Regions from separate parts of the Sus scrofa genome. Here region 2 is linked to region 1. A link is a contact called in public HiChIP or PLAC-seq data. All regions are on one chromosome and are shown on one strand. The core of a region is the stretch at or near the end of the contact, and the rest is flanking DNA. Distances in the headings are between cores, read along the strand shown. Region 1 holds the start of EEF2 (elongation factor 2). Region 2 holds the start of NMRK2 (nicotinamide riboside kinase 2).

Region 1 (5,033 bases), core at 1,492-3,991:
CATGATGTTGCCCATGGGGCCACTCTCGCCCTCCCCATAGGTGGAAATGATGACATTGACATTCTCCACAATGCGCTGGAAGGTCTGGTAGAGCTCCTCGGGCTCCAGCTGCAGCTCGAGCAGGGCCCGGTCCATCTTGTTCATCATCAGCACAGGCTTGATGCGCTCAGCAATAGCCTGGCGCAGCACTGTCTCTGTCTGCACGCACACACCTGGGGACAGGTATGAGGTAAGGTCTCCAAAGAGTAAAGAACGGCCAGCCCCAGATTCCGAGCCACCCAGTGCTTACCTGACACACAGTCCACCACCACCAAGGCACCATCGGTGACACGGAGAGCTGCTGTCACTTCTGAGGAGAAGTCCACGTGCCCAGGTGAATCAATGAGGTTGATGAGGAAGCCAGAGCCATCTTTGCTCTGCTTGATGAAATTCAAGTCATTCTCTGAGAGCTCATAGAAGAGGGAAATGGCCCTGAAGAGATTGGGACAGGTGAGCTAAATGAAAGATACACCTCGGCCTAGCTCTTAACCTGTTCCACATCAGCCCTGTAGTCACCTAGGTTTCTGCCCAAAGGGACTCAGGGCAGATGCTCTTAACTCCCAAGGAGAGGAACCAGGGGAAAAAAAAAAAAAAAAAAAAGAGGCAGACGCTGCAAAGTGTCTCCTCTCCCTGCATTACTCATCCCTACAAATGAACTTCAGACTTCCCACGCAAGCTCTGCAGCACCTTCCACTAGGAACACCCACCTCACCTCCCTGGTACCAGCGGCAAAGAACCAGAGTCCACAAGGTTCCTCCCAGGTTCAAGGCACCTGATTCCAAGGAGCAACTACACAATCAGGCAAAGCCTTGAAACACCAAAAACTACCTTTCATCCTTCCTTCCCCTCCATTCCCAGCTGATTATCAACAATGACGAAGAAGTTACCAAATGAAAATAACTGCCAGTTACAGTCGCTTTTCTTTCAGTTCTCACCCTGTTGCCATTCTGAAGCCAGAAAACTCACAAGGTGCTCCCTTGCACAGGGGAAAACTTTCAACAGTATATCCTTTCTTGGCTGCCAGCTGCATCCTCCTAGATGTCTCCAGACATTGAGAAGAGCCCCTTGCCCCCTTTGCTCTCCAAGGCCCATTAATATCACCCTCACTGTGCCTTTTTCACTGGACATAAAGATTCCCATCTCACTGGGTGAAACCTCATGTCTCTTCATAGTGCAAAAATGCAGCCCCAAGGTGTTCCACTCACCTCCCCAAAAGCCTTCAAGTAAGTGAAGGCTACTGTCTGTCCTTCATACCCACCAAGATAAGCACCTCCCCCGTCCCTCCCCATCCAGAGGACACCAGGAATTGCTCACGTTGATTTGATAGTGATGCAACGTTCCTGCTCATCCTTCCGGGTGTCAGTGAAGCGGGTCTCCCCAGCCCGGGCGGAGGCGATGATACCAGCCTTGCACACCAATGAGTCCGTCAGAGTGGACTTGCCATGGTCCACGTGGGCAATGACGGACATGTTTCGGATATTAGCCTTCTTGTCCATGATGGCCCGGATCTGGTCTACTGTGAAGTTCACCTACGGGTGGGGGGAGGAGAGTCTCAGAGGTGCCCAGCTCTCAGGGAATGGGTTTTGGCACTAAGGCTTTGATCAATAGACACTGCTAGGCTAAGGTCAAAGGGGGTTGGTCCTGGAGCCACCCCAACTCCCACTCAAATCCCCCTCTTTGTTGACATTCTTTTAAAAATGCTTCTCACCACGTTCCCTGGTCCTCACAACTCAAGAATGACAGTCCAGAATGAAAACTGAGAAGTCCCAAAGTGCGACATCTTTCCTTTAAACTGAGTAAATACCGGGGTATCACGGAGACCATTTAAAGAATACTGGAGAGCTGAAGCTCCCCAAGTCACACTGTGTTGCCACTGTGTGTACCTCCAGGCTTCCCCCAACCAAAGAGCCTCTTAAACAACCAAGGTCACCCCTCGCTGCGGGGGTCAGGCAGAGCCACCCACGCCACCCTGGATTCCTTGAATGACACCCGCGGTCAGGTGGGGGGACCTGCGCAGTGCTAACCGGCGCGAGCCTCCACCGCGTGGCCCCGGAATCAGGTGTTCACAATTGGGAAATACAGTAAAGACAAGGGATCATGCCAAGGTTACAGAGCGTAAGATGGGGCGCTACCAAGGGTCTTACTCTCCTTTCCTTTTGCCATTTCCTTGCCGCCCACGACTTCCGACAGAAAATCGAACTCAAACTCCTGGCCCGCGGGTTACATAAGGCGGCTCCCCTCTCCCTGCTCGCACAGCGGCGCCCGCCATTACAGCGTCTGCCACATCATCATACCCCACCGCCCCGCCTCCGCCCCAGCCTCGGCAGGACCGGGGACCCCGCGGGGCGGCGGCGCCCCCGGAAGCGAAGTTCGGTGAGAAGTGCAGCGCGTAGACATGGCGGCAACCGCTTTCTCAGCCCCAGGCCCTCCAGCCCCGCAGCCGCCATGTCTACTCCCGGTCCCGGAGGCCACAGCACTCCAGGCTTGGCAGCGCCGGTCCTGCAGAGGCCCCGCCGCTGCTCCAGGCCGCCCTCTGGACAGCACTGCTCACCATGGTGACGGATGGCGGTGGATTCTACCGGGCAGATCCGAGTAAGGTTAGTCGCGCCGAGGATGGCGGCGACGACGGCGGAAGAGAACGCTGACGTCAACACCCGAGCTTTTATAGGCCGACGCCGGTTGGGCGGGTCATCTGATCGCGCTTCGGGGGCGGGGTGAAGCATCGCTGCGCGCAGGCGCACTGACGCCCTCCCCCCGGGTAACCCCTTAGGCGTCTGCAAGGCTGCTGGAAAGTAGGGGGTCTACATTCAGCACTTAAGATTTTCCCTGGGGCGTGTTTGGCCCCGAGGTGGGTGCACGCCTCAGGTATGCAATACTCCGGTGCAGAAAGGGAAGAGCTCAGCCTTAGCTGAGAATATTACTCCAATCCTAGCACGATATCAATTTGTAAAATGCCAAACATTTGTATTAAAACACATTACAATATGAACAGGGTCTGTGGAATGTGCCAAGGTTAATTTCCTGGATTTGATAGTGTGATGTAAATTGACAGTAATGGGGGAAGCTGGGGGAAAGGGTACTAGGGACCTCTCTGTACTATTTTTGCAACTACGTCTATAATTATTTCATTAAAATAAGATTTTTAAAAAGCAGGTAATTTTTTAAGCACTCATTTATTCCAAAGAGACGGGTTGAGCGTCTCCTATAACAGGCATGGCTGTAGGTGTTGCGGATATAACAGTGAACAAAATACCTACTGTCCCACCGCTGTAAGTGTTCTTACAGTAGATACTCGGATTTTCTGTTCGGTTTTCTTGTCTGTAAAATGGGAGTAATCTGTACTGCCTCACCGGGGAACAGTAAAACTACCGCCATACCTGACACAGTTCTCAATACACGTCAGCTCTTTTTAATTAACTATCATTACTATCAATGAGCACTTATTTCAGGAACTGGTTTGCTGTGTCGCGGGCACAGGGGCTGAACGCTTCTTCACATGCATAATCCCATTTTCTATTTCATTTTCCTTCCAGGGGGAGGCGCAGGAAGACTACTTTGCATTTGTGTCCTAATATGACCCTAAGAAACAATTGTATTTCAGATCTCTGACTGGATGGAATGAGCTGGCTTTCAATTCAGTATCTTTATCCTTGATAAAGAGCCCAACTCAATGCCTGGTACACAGTAGGCGCTCATAAGTATTTCTTGCACCAATTAGTGATATTAGCACAAATTAACCCACTTCTTTCCTTAAACTCATTCTGCCAAAAGAAGGGGGACTGAAGTGCTTTCCCTATGCTAGGAGAAGGGATGATGTACACATGTAAAAAGCCTTGCAAGCTCAGGTCTGGACTTAAGCCCCTCTCGGCGTTCCCGCTGTGGCGCAGTGCGGCCTCGTTAAGAATCCACCGTCAGGGCAGGTGTGGTTTAGGTCCGGAGCTCTGGCTGGGATTTGATTCCTGGTCCAGGAAGTTCCATATCCTCTGGGTGCGGCCATTACAAAAAAAGAAAAAAAAAAAATAAAGCCCCTCTCCCCACCAAGACTATGCGCATTTCGCTTTGTAAAGCACGTCACACACAGCCTTAATTTCATTTAATCAAAGATTGCCAGCACCGTTCCGTGTTTAACCCAGGGGGAAACAAAGGCAGGAAGAAGCTGCTCATTAGCTATCTACTGTCTGATGGAGGCTCAGAAAGGCAGGGTGGCAGGCAGCAGATGTCACCCCTTAAGCTCAATCCGGGATCTCTAAACACCTGCGCCTAGGTTCGGGACCCTTTCCAGGTTAATTTTACAGGGCAAGCGCATGCGCCATTCGGGGGGCGCGTTTTCTGGAGATGGGTATCGTTTCCCACTCTAAGTAAAAATTTTATCTTAAATTTTAAAAATGTTTACGAGTACTCATCACCCCACTGTTGCGGCGTTCCGTAGGAGGCACTTCCCGGGCACTTCCTTGGAAATTGTAGCATTTAAGAGATGAAAAGCAAAGGTTTTCATTAAGAGGGTTGAATTCGATCTCAAGTGAATAGATTGCGTATTGAGAGAATTTAGCTGGGTGTTAAAGAAGCCGGGGAGAGTTTAAGGGAAATGAGTAGATTTTAGATATATCTCCGTCCCACTGTAACCCCCCCACCCATGCAGAGGTGTTCTACCCCACAGCAGCAGGGGTGGGGCTAGACGGTTAGGGGACCACTCCCCACTCCAGACCCAGAAGCCTGAGGGAGGAGCAGAGCTTTAGCGGAGAGCAAAAGTAGCTACAGCTGGGCTTAGGGTCTGCAGTAATAAAAGAAGGCGAGAGTAAAGGGCGGGGAAGTATCACAAGGGAAAAAAAAGTAACCTCTGCAAGGTGGCTCCGCTGCGCATGCGCCCACTGCGGCGCGGGGAGAGCACCGAAGCAGCGGCAGCGACCCCTGCTGACCAAAGACCGCCATTGCACGCTCCCTGCCTCTGCCTTTTGATGTGATCGCTTATTGGATGCCCAACCCCACCGTTTAAA
Region 2 (5,033 bases), core at 1,543-4,042, 45 kb before region 1:
TCTTCCTCACCTCTCTCTCTGAGGCTGGGTTTTCTTCCTACACATCAACCAAAACATCCTATGCAAACAGACTGAACAAGCAGATATGAGAACCTAACTGCCTTCTACTAAGTCAGACATTTAAGAGGTTTACAAAAATGTAGAACAATACATTCTTTTACCTTAAAAATTTGTGGGGGGGGAGCTTAAACAACATGAATTTATTCTCTGACAGTTCTGAAGGTAGAGCTGACACAGGCCTCACAGGGCTAAAATTCAGGTGTGGGCAGAGCTGGTTCCTTCTGGAGACTACAGGGCAGAATGTTTCCTGCCTTTTCCAGCTTCTGGAGGCATCCACATCCTTGGCTTTTGGCCCCTCCTCTACCCTCACAGCCAGCAGCAGGACATCTTTCTGATCCTTCTACTGTAATGACATGTCCTTTCGCTCTGACTGCAGCTGGAAGGGTTCTCAGCGTTTTGTTGTTGTTCTCTGAGGTGAGATTCACAGTATATAACTAAACACTATTGTAAAGTATACACTTCAGTAACAGTGCATTCACACTGCTGTGCAACCTCACCTCTAGCTAATTCTAGAACATTTTCATCCTCCCAAAAGAACACCGTATAAGTAATCACTCTGCATTTCTACTCCAACCTCTGGCAACCAGGAATCCACTCTCTGTCTCTGTGCATCTGCCTGTTGTTGACATTTCCCATCCATAGAATTTCACACTATGTGTCCTTCCGTGTCTGCTTCTCTCACTGAGCATCATGGTCTTAAGGTTCATCCACATAGTAGTGAGTGTCAGTGCTTCCCTCTTTTCTCATGGCAGAATAATACCCCAGTCTGTGGATGCACCACAACTTATGTACCTATTTATCATATGCTGATGGACACCTGGGTTGTTTCCACCTTTCAGCTCCTGTGGATTATACTGCTATAAACATTCATGTACAAGCTTCTGTGGAGATCTGTTTTCATTTCTCTTGGGTAGATACCTAGAAGTGAAATTGCGTCATCAAACCCACCAAACTATTTTCCATAGCGACTGTCCCATTTCCCATTCAGAGTTGCCCATTTCTCTCCATCCTCATCAACACCTGCTATGGTCCATCTTTTGGCCTATGGCCATCCTAATGGGTATGAGAGTGTCTCACTGTGGTTTTGATCTGCATTTCCCTGATAGTGACCTGAGCATCTTTTCATGTGCTTGTTGGCCACGAGTATACCCTATTCGAAGAAATGCCTTTTTTTTTTTTTTTTTTTTTGGTCTTTTTAGGGCTGCACCTGCGGCATATGGAGGTTCCCAGGCTAGGGGTCCAGTCGCAGCTGTAGTCGCTGGCCTATGCCAGAGCCACAGCAACACAGGATCCAAGCCGACTGTGACCTACACCACAGCTCACGGCAACTCCAGATCCTTAATCCACTAAGTGACGACAGGGATTGAACCCAAGTCTTCATGGATGCTAGTCGGGTTCATTAACTGCTGAGCCACAATCGGAACTCTGAAATGTCTATTTTCATGCTTCATCGATTTTTTTTTTTTTGGGCCAAGACTATGACAGATGGAAGTTCCCAGGCCAGGAATTTAACCCATGCCACAGCAGCAACCCAAGACACAGCAGTGACAACACCAAGTTTTTAACCTGCTGAAGCACCAGGGAACTCCATCAAGCCCACTCTCTTAATTTTTTACATGTAATTGTTCTTCATTAAAAATATTATATTTACATTTTTTTTTGCCACAGTCATAGCATATGGAAGTTCCTGGGCCAGGGATTGAATTGGAGCCACAGCTGCGGTGACACCACATCCTTAACCAGATGAAGCACAGAGGGAACGCATACATTATTTTTACTTTTATAACTTTTTTTAGGGCCGCACCTGCGGCATATGGAAGTTTCCAAGCTAGGGGGTCCAATCGGAACCACACCTGCTGGCCTACACAACAGCCACCGCAATGCAGGACCCAAGTCCTGTCTGCGATCCATACCACAGGTCACAGCAACACCAGATCCTTAACCCACTGAGCACGGCCAGGTATCGAACCTGCATCTTCATGGATACTAGTCGGATTTGTTATCACTGAGCCACAATGGGAACTCCTAAGTTTTGTTTTAATTTGTAACGTGGTAAATGTGGATGATGATAATCCATTGACACAAAAGCTCCTTGGGGGTCCTCAGTTCTTTTGAAGAGTGAAAGGGGGTCCTGAAACCAAAAGATTTGGTCTGTGGGGAGGTGTGGTTGGTGACGTAGTCCCAGCTGGTCAGTAAGGGGGCAGGGATAGAGCAGGAATCAGCAGGACCAGACCTTCCCCAACCCCTCAGCTGCTGAGAAGCCTTAAGCCAAACCCAGCAACTCCAGGCCTCACATGGGCACTGGATGAACGGTCCCTGGTGTCACGTTGATATGTTCTGATGGCCAGGGTCACCAGAACAAAGCTATCTTGGGATTCACCACTCTGGACTTTAAGCCTATCTTGGCAGCAACACCCTTAGGAAAGGAAGTTCCCCGTGGTGCAGGGACCTGTGGGGCTGGCCGGCTGCTATGGCTGGAGACAGAGGTGGGGGGTGGGGGTGAGTTCCCTCTCTCAGCCACCAGAACCAGCCTTAATGTCAGGGTCAGGTGAGGGGACACACTGAGCCGGATATTTTTAGGAAGGGAAGATGTGTGGCCGGTTATCTGTCCCATGGGCAGTCTGGCTAGGAGCAAGGAGTGGGAGGAGGAAGGGAGGCGGGGAAGAGGCTTCAGAGTGACATCCACCCACACCCCCCTGCCCAGCTGGCCCGTGACTAATTTAGGCAAAAGACAGCGTGGAGCTATTTCCATCCGGTAGAACAGGTGCTGGTGCCCCCACCGGGAACCCTCCCCCTTGAAAACTGCACTCCCTATAGGCCTTGGGCCACCTCCCCCGGGGCGGCCTCCAGGCTGCCCAGGCCTATAAAGGTGCGGGGTTTTCTCAATGAAGCTGGGACTCGCGCCGGAGCCCAAGGGCATTGAGGGGTCGGACCTAGCCAGGTGCCTGGTAGTCAGGAGTCCGCCTGCCGAGCGCGGTCCCCGCCGCCCCTCCAAGCAGAGATGAAATACATCGTGGGCATCGGAGGGTGAGTGTCAGGGGCCGTGGCAGACCGCCTCGCGTGGGCAATGGTGGAGCATGCAGGATAGGGCGGGCAAGCCCCTGTATGGGCCAAGGAACAAATGGAGGGCTGCCTGGAGCCTCGGGTCACAGAGGCCCACTGCCCAAGGTTGGAGTGCGGTCTCTACCCTAGGTGGTTCAGTCTGGTGGTCTGAGTGGTCTGGGTGCCAGACCCAGCTTTAAATTTCCAAGTGGAAATCCCTTCCCCACCCCTACTAGACTGAGTGGGATTAGACTTTATAAAGCTCAGGCAGGCCCTCCTTAAGGCACTGGGCTGCTGTAGGGGTGGGGGTGGAGAGACACCAAACTCAGGGAGGCATGTGGTCAGGTAGAGGGGTCCCCAGAATGGCACTCCCTATGACTGTGTGACACCTGCCTTTGAAGCCACTTCTGCTGACCTCTGGCAGGAGCCTTGCCTTCCTGGGATTGAAACTCTCCATTTTATTACCAATAACCGAGCCTTTAGGATGACGCCCGGGAAGCACTGAGCACAGGCAGGGGTGGCCTGGGGCTCCCACCCCCTCAATTAATGCTCTATCACCCTCTTGAAATTCCTCATAAAGTGAGATAAGGGCCCCTATTTCTTCCTGTGCTGGGTCTGTGTGTTCCATAGCTGGCCCAACAAATTAATATCAGGATCACCGTTCTAACCTGCTCCCCCTAATGTATGGGGTCACCTTTCTTATCAGCCCTTTTAAACAGCTGAAGCTCCCCCACCTCCACACCCAGCTTTCCACCCGATTCCTAGAGCAGGGACAACCAGGTCAAAGGGACACTCATTTCCAGAAAGGCCTGACAGTTACCCTTCTCTGTCCTTCATCAGCCCGGTCCAGAGTCCTTAGGGTGACCATCTGCCCTCTTTTTCCTGGCATGGAAGGGTCCCTGGGATCTGGGACTTTTCAGCACTAAAATCAGAGCCACCCGAGGGCAAGCTGGAAGGAGCTGGTCATCCTATTTTGCCAATAGCTTTTTTCACTATCCTTTCCCTCTGTCCCTATCACAAATTATCCCCCCCCCCAATTTGCACTTGCTTTAACACTTTGATTTTTTGGTTGGTTGGCTGGTTTTTGGTTTTTGGTTTTTTTGGTTTTTTTTTTTTTTTTTTTTTTTTTTGCTTTTTAGGGCCACTCCCACAGCACACGGAAGTTTCCAGGCTAGGGATCAAATCAGAGCTGCAGCTGTCGGCCTATGCCACAACCACAGCAACAGCAACATGGGATCAGAGCTGCATCTGCAACCTGCACCACAGCTCACGACAATGCCAGGTCCTTAACCCACGGAGCAAGGCCAGGGGTCCAACCCGCATCCTCATGGATACTAGTTGGTTTCATTTCCACTGTGACACAGTAGGAACTCCCTTGACTTTTTTTCTTAAAGCCCTAGTGAGGCTAAGTCACGAGTGGGCCTCAGTTTTCTTATCTGTAAAAATGAGCTCTCAGCCCCACCTCTTGGGTTTGCAATAACGCTGAATAAGTTACTTCTACCTCCCCAGCTAAGACTGTGTTCACTTTTTTGTTTACTTTCATACTCTTGGCCTCTCTTCTGCTTCAGACCTGGGCCTGGCCTGAGTGGGCAGTGGGCAGAAGGGGGCTGGGCGGCCCAGGCTGGCTACTTAGAAAGCCTCCTCTGACAGTAGATAAATAGAAATACCTTCTTAGCTCTCTGGGTTTTAGATTTGAGTGTGACCCTGGGGACTTCCCAGACTTGGCTAGGCCCAAAGGAAGGACCAAATAGCCTCATGCTCTCTCTACAGCATGACCAACGGCGGCAAGACCACATTGACCAACAGCCTCCTCAAGTCGCTGCCCAACTGCTGCGTGATCCACCAGGATGACTTCTTCAAGGTGGCCACCCTGACACGGGGATGGGTGGACGAGGAGACTCAGGGCTAGCAGACCCCTCCTGGGGCACCCT

Evidence for each region. HiChIP or PLAC-seq counts read pairs in DNA pulled down with a chosen protein or histone mark.
Region 2: a contact with region 1 is called in an H3K27ac HiChIP or PLAC-seq map of skeletal muscle. The contact joins the promoter of NMRK2 here to the promoter of EEF2 in region 1. A contact is called at or near these places in 2 of 47 Hi-C or Micro-C datasets (heart right ventricle and skeletal muscle) and 1 of 2 datasets of contacts at active chromatin or transcription factors (skeletal muscle).

What each region holds. Positions count from the first base shown.
Region 1 is chr2:74,744,249-74,749,281 of Sscrofa11.1, reverse strand. It overlaps EEF2 (elongation factor 2), which reads right to left and starts at 2,741. Exons shown (of 15, transcript XM_003354002.5): 1 at 2,591-2,741; 2 at 1,354-1,568; 3 at 290-471; 4 at 1-212. The coding sequence starts at 2,593.
Region 2 is chr2:74,789,076-74,794,108 of Sscrofa11.1, reverse strand. It overlaps NMRK2 (nicotinamide riboside kinase 2), which reads left to right and starts at 2,792. Exons shown (of 7, transcript XM_005661342.3): 1 at 2,792-3,087; 2 at 4,873-4,963. The coding sequence starts at 3,062.